2 separate regions of the Danio rerio genome follow, and region 1 is linked to region 2. A link is a contact called in public Hi-C data. All regions are on one chromosome and are shown on one strand. The core of a region is the stretch at or near the end of the contact, and the rest is flanking DNA. Distances in the headings are between cores, read along the strand shown. Region 1 holds the start of ostc (oligosaccharyltransferase complex subunit). Region 2 holds the start of mrpl15 (mitochondrial ribosomal protein L15).

Evidence for each region. Hi-C and Micro-C count contacts between places; a contact is called where the count stands out from the background.
Region 1: a contact with region 2 is called in a Hi-C map of an unstated tissue, with 4 times the contacts expected there. The contact joins the promoter of ostc here to the promoter of mrpl15 in region 2. A contact is called at or near these places in 2 of 18 Hi-C or Micro-C datasets (hematopoietic stem cells and an unstated tissue).

What each region holds. Positions count from the first base shown.
Region 1 is chr7:60,251,884-60,258,701 of GRCz12tu, forward strand. It overlaps ostc (oligosaccharyltransferase complex subunit), which reads left to right and starts at 3,722. Exons shown (of 4, transcript NM_200269.2): 1 at 3,722-3,872. The coding sequence starts at 3,734. haus6 (HAUS augmin-like complex, subunit 6) reads right to left here and starts at 218. Exons shown (of 16, transcript NM_001079974.1): 1 at 1-218.
Region 2 is chr7:59,924,052-59,930,765 of GRCz12tu, forward strand. mrpl15 (mitochondrial ribosomal protein L15) reads right to left here and starts at 5,226. Exons shown (of 5, transcript NM_001003435.1): 1 at 5,102-5,226; 2 at 3,576-3,733; 3 at 3,321-3,486; 4 at 3,068-3,191. The coding sequence starts at 5,206. It overlaps lypla1 (lysophospholipase 1), which reads left to right and starts at 5,733. Exons shown (of 8, transcript NM_001017616.1): 1 at 5,733-5,878; 2 at 6,001-6,032; 3 at 6,137-6,202. The coding sequence starts at 5,810. The region is part of intron 3 of LOC110439952 (transmembrane protein 236-like); the gene reads right to left.

The sequences.
Region 1 (6,818 bases), core at 2,472-4,971, 330 kb after region 2:
TTCGAAATTAGATTTGACCTGTATGCGAGCTATAAATTAACTTAAGCCTAACGTGACTTGTTAAAATATTTACAATGTGTGGGCACAGCAACTTCCTTCTAACCGCCAAATTATTTGAGCGTGTTTAGAGTTTCCGTGAGTCTGTCTAAAATGTGTCACGACAAGCTTATGCCCTCGTCCAGTCCTGATCCACATCTACGCATAGTAGGCTAAAGTGAAATAGCGAAGCCATCATTTAGCACTTAAGTGCGTGTAATACGAGGATGTATTGGGACGCGACCACTGAAGATGGGCGGGATCTCCATTTCGTTACTACTACGGCGAGCGAATAAGAACAAATACGTCAACGAGAAAACAGCACGCTTTTTTAGTGACGTTAATTAGTTTAACTATAGCTCTAACATAGGTCAATTCCTCAAGGGTTGCAGCTCTGCACAGTTTTGTTTCAACCCTAATTAAACATAGCTCTTTTGAACAACTCAATTGTTTGGATCAGCTGTGTTTGATTGAATCTTTTTCCCATGACTGTCTATAGGCTATACACATTCATAATATGTAAAAATGTAGAAAGTCTATGCATTCGGTCTTAAAGTCTCACCTCTGTTATTTAATGTTACTCAAAAAATCAGAATGAGAAAATGAGATTCGCTGCATAAATAACTAACTTAGTAACTTTAATCTGCTGTTTGTGTAAATTATACGGTGAAGAAAAGGTGATTGACTTTTGATAACTTTACACAATTTATGTATTTAGGTATTTATGTCATTTTATAATTAGTATATTACTCATTTTTATTTTTCTGCCTTTACATTGCTGCATGAAAGTCTGCCACTTGGACATGGCCTCACAGCCATTACCATAATGTTAGGTTCCTCAATCTGCTGACTGCATGTTAGTTTGATTTCATCTAGACATACCTTTGTTTAAGAATGTTGGTTGGAGATATTGCAAAAAAAAAAAAAAAGAAGGATACAGTAGATGTTTAATCAGGGCTTCCATTTTTTTTTAGTCAGAACAATAGCCAAAAACAACCAACTCAACAAGTTAAACTGTGAAAAAGACTTTAAAGTCTTAAATTATGCATTGTGTAAAAAAGAAGCCAGTTAATAGTTACAGTGCAAAACTTATGCCTCACATTATGACATCGGCGAAGTACTTTTTCAAGAAAAACAGTGTCAACTTAAACTAGCTGTATATAAGATGAAAGCTCCTGCTCAGAATGGTCAACAGTTGCAATGTTGTAGCAGTTCTGTTAGTTCTTAGTTCTGTTAAGTGGACCTTGGACCCTTTAATATTATTTGCTTTGACAAAGTTTTAGAGGCTAAACACTGAGAAGTGCCTTGTTAGGTTAGATAGACACTTTTGGTGATTTCTAGCTCTGCAGCCATTTGAATTTTAACAGGTCAAATTCATCAGTGTCCACTTCACTGGTATTCACTGGTACAATTAATCTGACTCCATTAAATTGTTATTATCATTGACATAGAGAAAGAATCTCAAATCCTTAAAGCAGGAAAAGTTGTTTAATTATTTACATGTTTAAATATACAGACAGTTAATTGAAACATAATAACACACTACTTTATAGACAAACTTAGCTGTAACATATGCACTGCTGTGCAAGACTGATGAGGCTATGTTTATTTAAAAAATAAATAAATAAATAAATAAATTATATATGTATATATATATATATATATATATATATATATATATATATATATATATATATATATATATATATATATATATATAAAAACATGAGCAACAAATAATGTTTGTTGCATTGTCTGCAAAGAAATACAGGTCAAAGTAAATTTAGAAATTCCCTACTTTCTTTTCTTTTCTTTTTCTTTTTCTTTTTTTTTTTGCACAGATGCAGAGGGAGCAGAGAAACACAATGATCATCAGAAAAGAAACACCAGTGACAAATTTTGTTAACTTTGCATTTTACAAAATTTCTGCCGGAAAGTATCCAATCTTGATAATCATGATATACTCACTAAATTAAGATTTTTTTACTATTCCTTAAAAATAAAGGCAGTCACACCAGTGACACCAATTAAACGATTCACATGAAATCATGGTATTTTCTTTTTTTAGATTATAAATCTGAAAATCTGCCGCTCTAGGCAAAGGACGGTCATGCCGCCCTCAACTAACCCTCTCTATTCCGCCGCCCTAGCCGTGTATATAACGGAGGGCGCGGGTGGTAAGGCGCCCGCAGACACCGCGCTCTCTATTAGTCGTGGAAATAACTGAGGGCGCAGGACAGGTGGTGAGGGTAGTGTCGCTGACGCGCCGGCCCTGCACTGTAGGGATAGGTAAACAGTTTGTGGTGCTTGGAATTTTACAGAAATAATTAAAACATATTTATTGTTACATTGACGACTCAATGTTCAAATAACACATTGTTTTATTTCAAAGAATAAGAAGTTGTAAACGTAAAGATTCAGTGTAATATTGTAAGTTTAGGGACAAAAATGCTTCTGTAGAATGATAATGTTTGCCATCCATGATCCAATGATGATTTGATCCTGACCAGAAGATATTTTAAGGCCATGTCACAGTATACATGCAATTAGGAAGATAATAAAAAATAGAAAAATCTATTTAGGCACCACAAGGTGTCACTGCGGTCTATACAAATTTACCCCTCCCCTCTGGCTCGATCGCGATTTCTAACTAAAAACACTCCCACTGAGTCCCACATAAATAATGTGGAAATAAAAAATAAATAACAATCATTAAAAAAAAAGATAAATATATATTTGAAATATATGTGGAAAATAGAAATAAAAAGGGGGGCAAAGCAAATGTGAGTAAAAACGTGTCCTATGCATGAGGTATAACAATTATTTTTGTATATCTTTTTTATTATTAATTGCAGGTACTCATTTTATAAACTTGAGAAAATTCATACATTGAAATCAAAGTCCAAGTCTAGCTAAAGTTTAATATTTAATATTAATAACAACAACTCAATAATATTTCTCAGTGATGGGTTGCGGCTGGAATGATATTCGCTTTGTGGTTGGTGGTTCATTCCACTGTAGTGACCCCTGATTAATAAAGGGACTAAGCTGAAAAGAAAATTTATATATATATATATATATATATATATATATATATATATATATATATATATATATATATATATATATATATATATATATATATATAATTAACATTCGATTAACATTTGATTTAATAATATTAATAAATAGTAGTAGTAGTTTTAATAACTTTTATTGATTTTCACGATTAAAATGAAATTATGAAGAAATCTTTTAAATGCAGGATGAAGAGTATAAAAGTAAGGAAGTTTATTCAAGATACACGTGGATTATTTAATAAAAAATAACATTTAAATTCGCCCATGGATGGGTTACATTTCATCACTGTTCAGCTTAAAAGAGGTCCTTGCACGCCACATCATGCTAGACTCTGGTATTGCAGGATAAGATATTTTGCATCTGCTGATAGGCGCATACTGTGACACTGTACAACATTAAATAATATTTTATTAGTACTGCGAGGGTTAGAGTAAGGGTAGACACTAATAAAATACAAATTTATAAATAACTATCGTTTACTTCCTGCCGCAGCTGTATCCCTACGCTTATAGGAACTTCAAGGCCTCTTCCTGTACACGTCGCTCTACGGCTAGTGTGACGTATGCATAAACCGGGCAAAAGCAGCAGTGCTCAGTTCTGAATTACATGCTAAACCATGGAGACTATCTTCAGCTTACCATTTACTGTATTGGAATGCCCAAATGTCAAACTTAAAAAACCATCGTGGCTGCATATGCCTTCTGCGATGACCGTGTATGCCGTCGTGATTGTTTCATACTTTCTCATCACCGGTGGTAAGAGTCTTGAAATCAATCCAGGCGAAACTAGCCATTAGCTTACGTTAAACTTTAGCATGTTGTCTGTTTGCACACAGCCGCACACTACTAATATTTGCAGCAGAGACTTAAATTGCTGTTTATAACAAGTTATAGAAAATGTTTTATTGGCAATTGATTGTTCGATTTACGTTCTTTGACAGTGCTTGTTAGCATTCATAAATGTGAAATTGTTTGCATATTGCACACTGCAGACAACTCTGTTCTGCCTCTGCTCAAAAATGAATTGGATTGTATTTTATTTTTATTTTGCTGGATCGTTTTTCATGTAAGCTGGTGTCCATCTTTGCAACAGTATACATTAACTCCAACGTAAAATCTCAATATACTTTACAATGTTTTCGTTTCCTAAAATATTCTATAAAACGTTGTCTTTACAAATAAAGTGGTTATGTTTTAAATGTATAGCCTTTACTTAAACTTCAGTTTATTATAGTCCCTCAATACATTTTATTATATTTAAAAGAAAATATGTACAAATTTGTGATGGGTGGACATTTGAGACTCTTTCATGCGTCACACTTTTTGTTGTCAGTGGTGCTTATATCGTCACCTTAGAATTATAAGGTTCTATCTGACATTTGTCAAAATTGAGTTAATGACATTCTTATTAAAAGACAACTTATTTACATTATGGGTTTTTTTAAAAAGTTGTTTACATTTTAAGACTTTTTATTTAAAAAACAAGTGTTACACACATACTGTTTGCTATATGGAATACAAAAACTTTAATATAACTATATATATATATATATATATATATATATATATATATATATATATATATATATATATATATAAGGGATGTGCGGAGCAGCCGGTATTTGTATCTGTATTTGTATTTGTTGAGGGGGGGAAAGTATTTGTATTTGAGTAAAATTCAAAATGTTGTAAAAATATATATTTTTTCTATTACACTTCTAATTTACGTTATAGTGCAAGTATTGTTTAATTATATAAATTATAATTATAGATATAAATTATATAAATTATAGACATGCAATATTGGTTGTTGTTTTTGAACATGTGACAAGAAACATCATTTAAAAGAAAATAACATAGAAGCCATTACCTCATCCATGGTTAAACCAACAACTAATGAAATACCATTGTGAATATTATGAGTCCCACCACCACCGTTCTTGTTGAAGGACACTGAATAGACAGAATAAAAACAAATAATACTTCAAAGAACTTTTCTTCTTCTTAAAGAACTTCTTTCCAATGCACATAATTCCAAAAACTAAAATTAATTAAATAAAACTATATAAACCCCTGACTGGGAGATCTGGCAGAACAAAAAGTATTCTATATAGTACTAAAAGATACAGCTTTGCTATTGTCATCTGCCTGCCACAAAACAGACACAAAGTTTGTTTGTTTGTTTTTTTTTAATGTTTGAAACTGACTTGCTGGGGCAGAATGTGGCTGTGTTGATGGTTTGGTGCTTGTGGATGATTTAGCTGAACATAGCTGTGCTGATTGAGGGGATTGATGCTTGTGGGGCGTTGGCAGACAGTATCAGGTGAGGATGATTTTAGTGCATGTGATAATACATTACATAGAGGGTTGCGCGATGGCACAGTGAGTAGCGCTGTCGTCTCACAGCAAGAAGGTTAGTGGTTCAAGCCTCGACTGGGTTCTCCCCATGTTGGCATGGGTTTCCTCCAGGTGCCCCGGTTTCCCCCACAGTCCAAACACATGCAATACAGGTGAATTGGGTAAGCTAAATTGTCCCTATTATATGTGTGTGAAAAAGAGTGTATGGATGTTTTCCAGTGCTGGGTAGCAGCTGGAAGGGCATCCACTGCGTAAAACATATGCTGGATAAATTGGTGGTTCATTCCACTGTGGCAACCCCAGATTGATAAAGGGACTAAGCCAAAAAGAAATGAATGAATGATTATGCATAGAAGAAGTTGACAGATGTTTAATATCTCTGCCTCTGCTGATTTCACTTTTGCACACATTACATACAGAATTAATTTGTTTTATCTGCAGCACCACTGACTGTAAAATGCTTCCACACAGAACTTGAAGGTTGTTTTTTTTTTTTTTTTTTTTTTGACTGGTGGAGGACCAAGAAATGGCTCAGCAGCAGTCTCACTCTTTTCTATTTGGGTGCCCAAATGTATTTGATGTGTTTCAAGTTAATTAAAAATGATGGGAAGCTATGCTAAGGTTAACTAGCCTATAGCATATATCTTGCTGTCTGCAAAAGACAGTAACTAATTTAGACGTACCATATAACTCCCATAAGTGCATACTATTCGACACAACTGCAAAAGCATCGTTTTAACCTTTATAAACGAACGTTAACATTACTCTGTCAACCGTCTATTGTCTAAAATACCGCGCTAACAGAGCTAACGTTACGTAAACAGAGAGCACTCGATTGCAAACGTCAAAAATGCAACGTAATAGAATATCCCGATCAAACCACGCTTCAACTACGCTACAAGTTTATAAACTGCCTCTGGAACCCAATTAAAGTACAAAAATCTATTTAACAAAAATAGTGTTGCAGTGAAGTATTTTTTTGCTCAGCTGAGCCTTCTCTGTCTGTTGCTGTGTGGAGAAGCCTGTGCCAGACACCTTTTACCTCCACCCCGCCCTCCGACTCCTGAGCGTCTCACTCTCTCTTTCTCTCACTCACGCGGGCATGCACTGTGGTCTCACGAGGAAACGCTGCTTTTTGATACAATGTTTTTCTTGCTCCCGAATACAAATAATTTTTCAAGTATTTGTTTGGAATAAGTATTCGCAAAGACATGCTATTTGTGTCTTTCCAAATACCGTATTTGGGTTTGGCTCCACCCATAAATATATATATATATATATATATATATATATATATATATATATATATATATATATATATATATATATATATATATATATATA
Region 2 (6,714 bases), core at 3,976-6,475:
ATTCAATATAGAAAACAGTATGTGAGTAACAACTTATAAAAAACATGCCATAATGTAAATGAGTTGTCATTTAATAAGAATATGTTAATAACTCAATTTTGATAAATATGTCAGATAGAACCTTATGATTCTAAGGTGACGAATTGTGCTAGATTAGTTCAGTTGCAACTCACAAGCATCACACTGCACAGTCACCTCAAGTGCTATATAAAACAGTTGTGTAAAGTAACTAATTACAAATACTCAAGTTACTGTAATTGAGTAGTTTTTCTCAGAAATTGTAATTTACCAAGTTGTTTTAAAAATACTTTTATTTGTGTACTTTTACTTTTCCTTGAGTAGATTTTTAGTGCAGTATATGTACTTTTACTCAACTACATTCCTTCAACCTGCAGTCATGACTTCCTGTCCAATCAAATCACACATAGAAGGTCATCATAATGCATCATAATGAACTACTTCAAGACATGTGCACTTTACATTGCAGCAAACTGTTTGGAAGCATTAAAAGAGTCCAAGAAGATGTTCAAAATCTTAACACGCATTGACCCAGAGACTGTTTAGATGAGGGATGCCCAAACAAAGACCTGGAGGGCGGATGTCCAGCAGATTTTAGATCCAACTTGCCTCAACACACCTCCACAGATGTTTCTAGAAAGCCTAGTATGAAATTGAATAGCTAGCCCAGGTGCGTCTAACTGGGATTGGAACTAAACTTTGCAGGACACCGGCCTCCGAGGACAGAGTATGGGCACCCCTGGTTTAGATGCATGTCACTGATGAGAAGATGATGGATATTTACTGTATGATGACCGAAATAGCCTTAAACTCCCAGCAGACACAAGACGTCAAGATGCAGACACACAATGTCATTATTGGACATCAAAATAATGTTGTCCTTAGACGCTGGCTAGACATTGAATTTTGAATTTTCTGACATTGTGTGCCTGCCTAGCAATAACTAAATGCACTACACAATGTTACGTTTGCACACACACATCCACAAATTACATGTATATGCATCAACTTTTGACAGCATAATACTCATGAGTACTTTTAAAAGGGCTACTTTTTACTCCTACTTTGATTAATATTTACAACAGGTACTTTTATTCTACTCACACTACATTTTTAGGCAAGTAATGGTACTTTTACTTAAATATGCTTTTTCAAAACTCTTTCCCCCACTGTATATAAATGATTAAATGGCGCTACTTTAAATTAGCTTAAATTAAATGGTGTGAAAAGAGTCGGGATGCAACAATTCTAGATATTGGTTGTATGATTATAGTCTGAAGAATAATCACAATTTCAAGGTTTCATGATTATTATGCATTCATTCATTTCAAAACACTACTAGTTTAGAAAATAACACATAACCAAACATAATTTGACTTAAAACTAAGTGAAAAAATGATTTTGACATTTAAACATAAGTAATAATTTTACACTACAAATTACAATTAATAAAAGTAAACAAAAAATAAAATTATAAATAAATAAAAAATAAGAACTAATTAATAATAGTATTCGTCTAATGTTAATCTAAGCTTTTAGCTAAGTATTTCCCTTTAAAAGAGAACAAATGTAGTCAAAGGCTGCTAAACCTCTGTTTGAAAGGCACGTTTGATCAACTAAATTCTAAAATGGTTTAGTATTTTTCATTTTTATTTATTTTTTCTCTTTGGAGTAGAAATGTGTAAATTCCATACAGAGTATGAAGCTGACTGGTCAGTTTTTGTCATGTGACTCGGTGTGCTCTCGCTATATTCATTTAACTAGGTGCAATTGGAAAGTGTAAGCATTTCGTGCCACATGCAAGTCACTCCCAGCATGTCACAAGAAAAGAAATAAGAACTTGTCTACGCAAAAGATGTCATATGTACAGTAAATGGCCGTTAGTTAACAGCCGCAGCCATAGTTAATCCAGTGTTTGTGTTTTAGACTATGTTCACACTGCGAGGTTTAGTGCTGAAATCTGATTATTCCCAGATCTGATTTTTCTTGCATAGCTTTTTTTTCTTTCTGACCATCGGTGTAGTAAACTCATCAAGGGTTAATGAGCAGCCGCAAAATGAACTGTAAAGGCGGAGTTGGTTTATCTCTGTTTGCAGAGTTATTAGACAACAGGTCCATGCAGAAGGGAAGTTTGCGTGTTAGAGCACCTGCCTGTTTTTTTCTCTTGGAGAGAAAGTTCATCCTAAAATGAAAATTTGCGCACATATCGTTTTTTATTCGGATTAGAAAAACAATAATAACAAATCGCCAAACTACACGATTAGCAAAATAATTGATAGTTGCTGCCCTAAATGTGTGCAAATGTGGGGATACTGTGGCTGTCGACTAAAAGAATAAAACATTGAAAAGTTGCACAAAAGGGAGCTGATAATAACAAAATTATATAAACATATACGTCAATACGGTAATAAGACCTGTGATTGGCATTGTAGCCATATTTTGAAATCATATATACTGAAATCATAAGTAGAGTAAAGCCTGATTTATACTTCTGCGTCAGGTGACCGGCGTAACCCACGGCGCAGGCAACGCGCGTGGCTGTGCATTTATACTTCTGCGCGCTCTCTCTGTCGGTCTGCATTAACCCTTCCGAAACGCTAGTTGGCATTGAGGTGTAAATGTTCCTCTGTGTCGAGTTTCTTCACTACTCTTTTGCATTTCCTGAACACTTCCGGGATGTACAAGTGGCTCAAACTCGCTCATTTTGAGGCAGGAACCGGCGGACGTGCAACAACTTTAACTATGAGGTAAACACAAAACAAAACTTTCCATCCGGAGCTCCTTCACGGTACTCCACACTTGTAAACAATCACTCGCGCGCTGTCGCGCTATTCGCCCGGCTCTGCCCCGCCCAGACTCGTCATCGCTACCAAGCCGACCAATCACAGAGCTTACGCTACGCGTCGCTGCGACGTGTAGTTACATTTTTTGAGAGGTGCACGTCAGTGACGGCGATGGCCACGGCGAAGGGCTATGCGTCAGCGCCGTAGCATACGCCGGTGTTTGACGCAGAAGTATAAATCAGCCTTAAGAGTGTAAGTATACTAACGGAGGCTCCGTGGATCGTAGTAGCTGGTTGTGATAACACCCCCATTTCGCTCAACTGCAGCGATGGCTTTCTCCGAGGCAGCCTGGACCTCCAGGTTTACTTTTGCACAAAATATATCAGCACCCTGCAAAAACAGACACATACATGATGGCTTCAGTGAAATCTCCCATGAATTATATTATAAGTCGAATTCAAATCTGTTAGGATTCAAAAACAACAACATTAAAAAAAGAAGAATTAATCAAATACACACCTCATCAACAAGCTGAACGCCATAGTCTCGTTTTTGAGGCTGGATCTCAACTCCTCGTCCATTGACAAGCTGAGTTAAATCGATGGGTTGACTGGGGTCAATGTGACCCAAATCTATTAAGTACTGAAGTCTGCGCAGGGATAATGGGGGATACTGTGGCTGTCGACTAAAAGAATAAAACATTGAAAAGTTGCACAAAAGGGAGCTGATAATAACAAAATTATATAAACATATACGTCAATACGGTAATAAGACCTGTGATTGTCATTGTAGCCATATTTTGGGATGACAAGATAGAATGGAGTCTGTCCACCCTCAAAGCCCAGTCGCGGTCGATTACAACGCTGTCTTTCACCTTTATGTCCCCATCCACTTCTGTTGCCTCCATGCATTCCACGGCCTCTGCGCTTTTCCTGTAAAGTGATATGCAGAATATTAGTCTAGTAATAATGTGTACTCTTGCTCTTTACACCTATTTTTTTACATTTCTAAAATCCAGTTATTTTAGGCATATAAAAATAGTAAATTATTGCATGATTCAGCAAATTAAATTTGCAAAGGAAAATTTTCCTGAACATTTTTATAGTGGAAGTCTCTCACACTCACAGAAATAAGCTTTCTTCAGCAATGCAAAACTATCTGGATACAGTTTTCTGCTTTATTAATAAACTAGCATTTGTTAATAGAAGACTATGTTTATGTGCAAAACATAATCAGGCTATTTTGCTCCAAATGCAGCCAAGGATTGAACTGAGGTAAAATGTAATTTAATGTGTATTTATATAGCGCATTTATTGTGTATAGCCATACACCCAAAGCGCTTCACAATCATGAGGGGGTCTCTCCACACCACCACCAGTGTGCAGCATCCAATTGGATGATGCGACGGCTGCCACAGGACAACGGCGCCAGTGCGCTCACCACACACCAGCTATTGGTGGAATGGAGAGACAGTGATAGAGCCAATTCGGTGGTAGGGGATGATTGGGAGGCCATGATCGTATGGGCCAATAGAGGAACTTTGGCCAGGACACCGGGGTTACACCCCTGCTCTTTCACGAGAAGTACCATGGGATTTTTAATGACCACAGAGAGTCAGGACCTCGGTTTAACGTCTCATTCGAAAGACTTAAGAGGTAAAGTGTAGGGTCTACAATGACATGTAATATACAGATTAATTAATGTACTGTTATGCACTGTTAAGCACAACGCATATTTGTAACTGTAAACCATTAAAAAAGCTAATAAACAAACTTATCTCTATGAAAGGTCCCTATATTGTTTACCACAATACTTTAAATATTCTGAAATCTGAAAGATTTGTCTGTCAATCACCTGAAAACATTAGCAACATTTAATTGACTTTAAACAGTGTTGTACTTTAATAGTCATTGTCTACTACTATGATTTCCATATTTATAATTTGGAAAAAAAACACTTTACTGAGATAATATTAAGTATTATAAATATAAATTATATTAAAGCCTGAATGCGAGATTATAAAAAACATTACCCCAATTTTGACATTAATGATGCCTTTAGAATCTTTTAGAGTCTAACACTGTGACCAACACACAAAATAACTTGCATTGTAAACACATACATAAAACTTAATGTAAGAAGCATTCGTTTTCCAACAACAGGTTCTTATCTACAAACATCTACTCATAAATTTCACACTATATAACCATATACTACAATTGATCATGCTCATGCTCTTTAGCTCGGCAGCTAAACCGCTAATTCCTTACATTAAAACATTTAACATAAAATAGACTTACTAATGTTTTTGCACCCGGGTTTGGTCGAAGGTTTGCCAGTGTAATGCGAGGCAAATTCTTTACTATTTCTATCGTTTTCCCCCCTGGTTTCTTTATTAAAGACATTTTAGAGCCACAGAAATGCTAGTCAAGGGCAGCTGACATCGGGAGACCCACGTGGTACACCAAACCGGAAACACTAGTGGAGAAAGGGAAAAAAAGACATACGAGACCAAAATCATGAAAAAAACTATTGATATAAACGCACGAATATATAGTAAATAAATAATACCGCGCCTGTATAAGTTGATGTGATCGTACTTTTTATAATTGATAATGTTTAAAAATAAAAGGATCAACAAAAGTAGAGACATTTCAGTATTGCTGTAATACTTTTGTTTAATTGTTACTATTTTCAATAATATATGCATAATGAACGTTTGGATTTTAGCAAACAAACAAACAATAAATAAATGAATGAATAAATAAATAAATAAATAAATAAATAAATAAATAAATAAATAAATAAATAAATGAATAAATAAATAAATAAATAAAGAAATAAATAAATAACTGAAAATTAATGTTCCACACTCCACCCAGCAGGTGTCAGTAATGGATTTAAAAGCTGTGTGTTGACCGTCATAAAATTAAAAAGAATCGTTGATGTTAAAGCCCACTGAGCCATCGTAGCTTTTTGTCATTGAATGTAAGCCTTCGGGATTTTTTATGTGTGGTAATAACATGTCAGCGCCGTTGCCAACAATTGTGCCCGCCGCTTGTAAAGCCACGGCCGCGGTAGGTGATACCATGAGCACAAAATTACAGGCAAATGGCAACAGCCCTCTCGATTTAACCTTAAGATAGCATAGTATAATATACTTATATGAATGTTATAAGCATGTGTTTCTTTTCACCAGGTGATATTCCTACATGGACTGGGAGACACAGGGTAAAGTGTGTCATTATTTTGTGGCATGACTAAGTAAACACTTCAATGAAATTAATAATTAGCCATTACATATTTTTGACAACGTGTACACTACCTTTTTTCAGACATGGATGGGCTCAAGCTATGGCTGGTATCAGGACCCCTCATGTCAAGTACATTTGCCCCCATGCGTATGTACAAAGTTGATTTTTATACATCACTTTAATATAAACATACACATTGACATGCATGCAATATAGGTCTTTTCTATTGTGATTGTTGCCTGTGTGATTATGCCAAAAATAAAATATTTTTAAACCTTTGACATTAAGATTGTACTCATCATCCAAACAAATGGGGTTGTGTAAAACCATTTCAGATTTGAAAGTTTCTTCTAAAATGAGCATTTTTCTCAGGCTCTGTGTGTAGGTTCAGTAATTGCACTATTACGACAATTATTATTTTCTTTTCATTGCCTTTATAATGACATGCCTAATTGACATGCCTGAACATAAACATCTGAGAAAAATACTCATTTCTGGACAACATTTCACAAGGCACTTGGAGGCTTTTGCATCAGAACTCAATTTTGTACTTTGTTGCTTTTTTAGTCACTTAAATGCATGAATGCCTCTAGTTTTGGCCATTCCTTTAACAGAAATGAGCATTACCCTGGTAATTCTAGGGTCAGAGCAGAGGATAT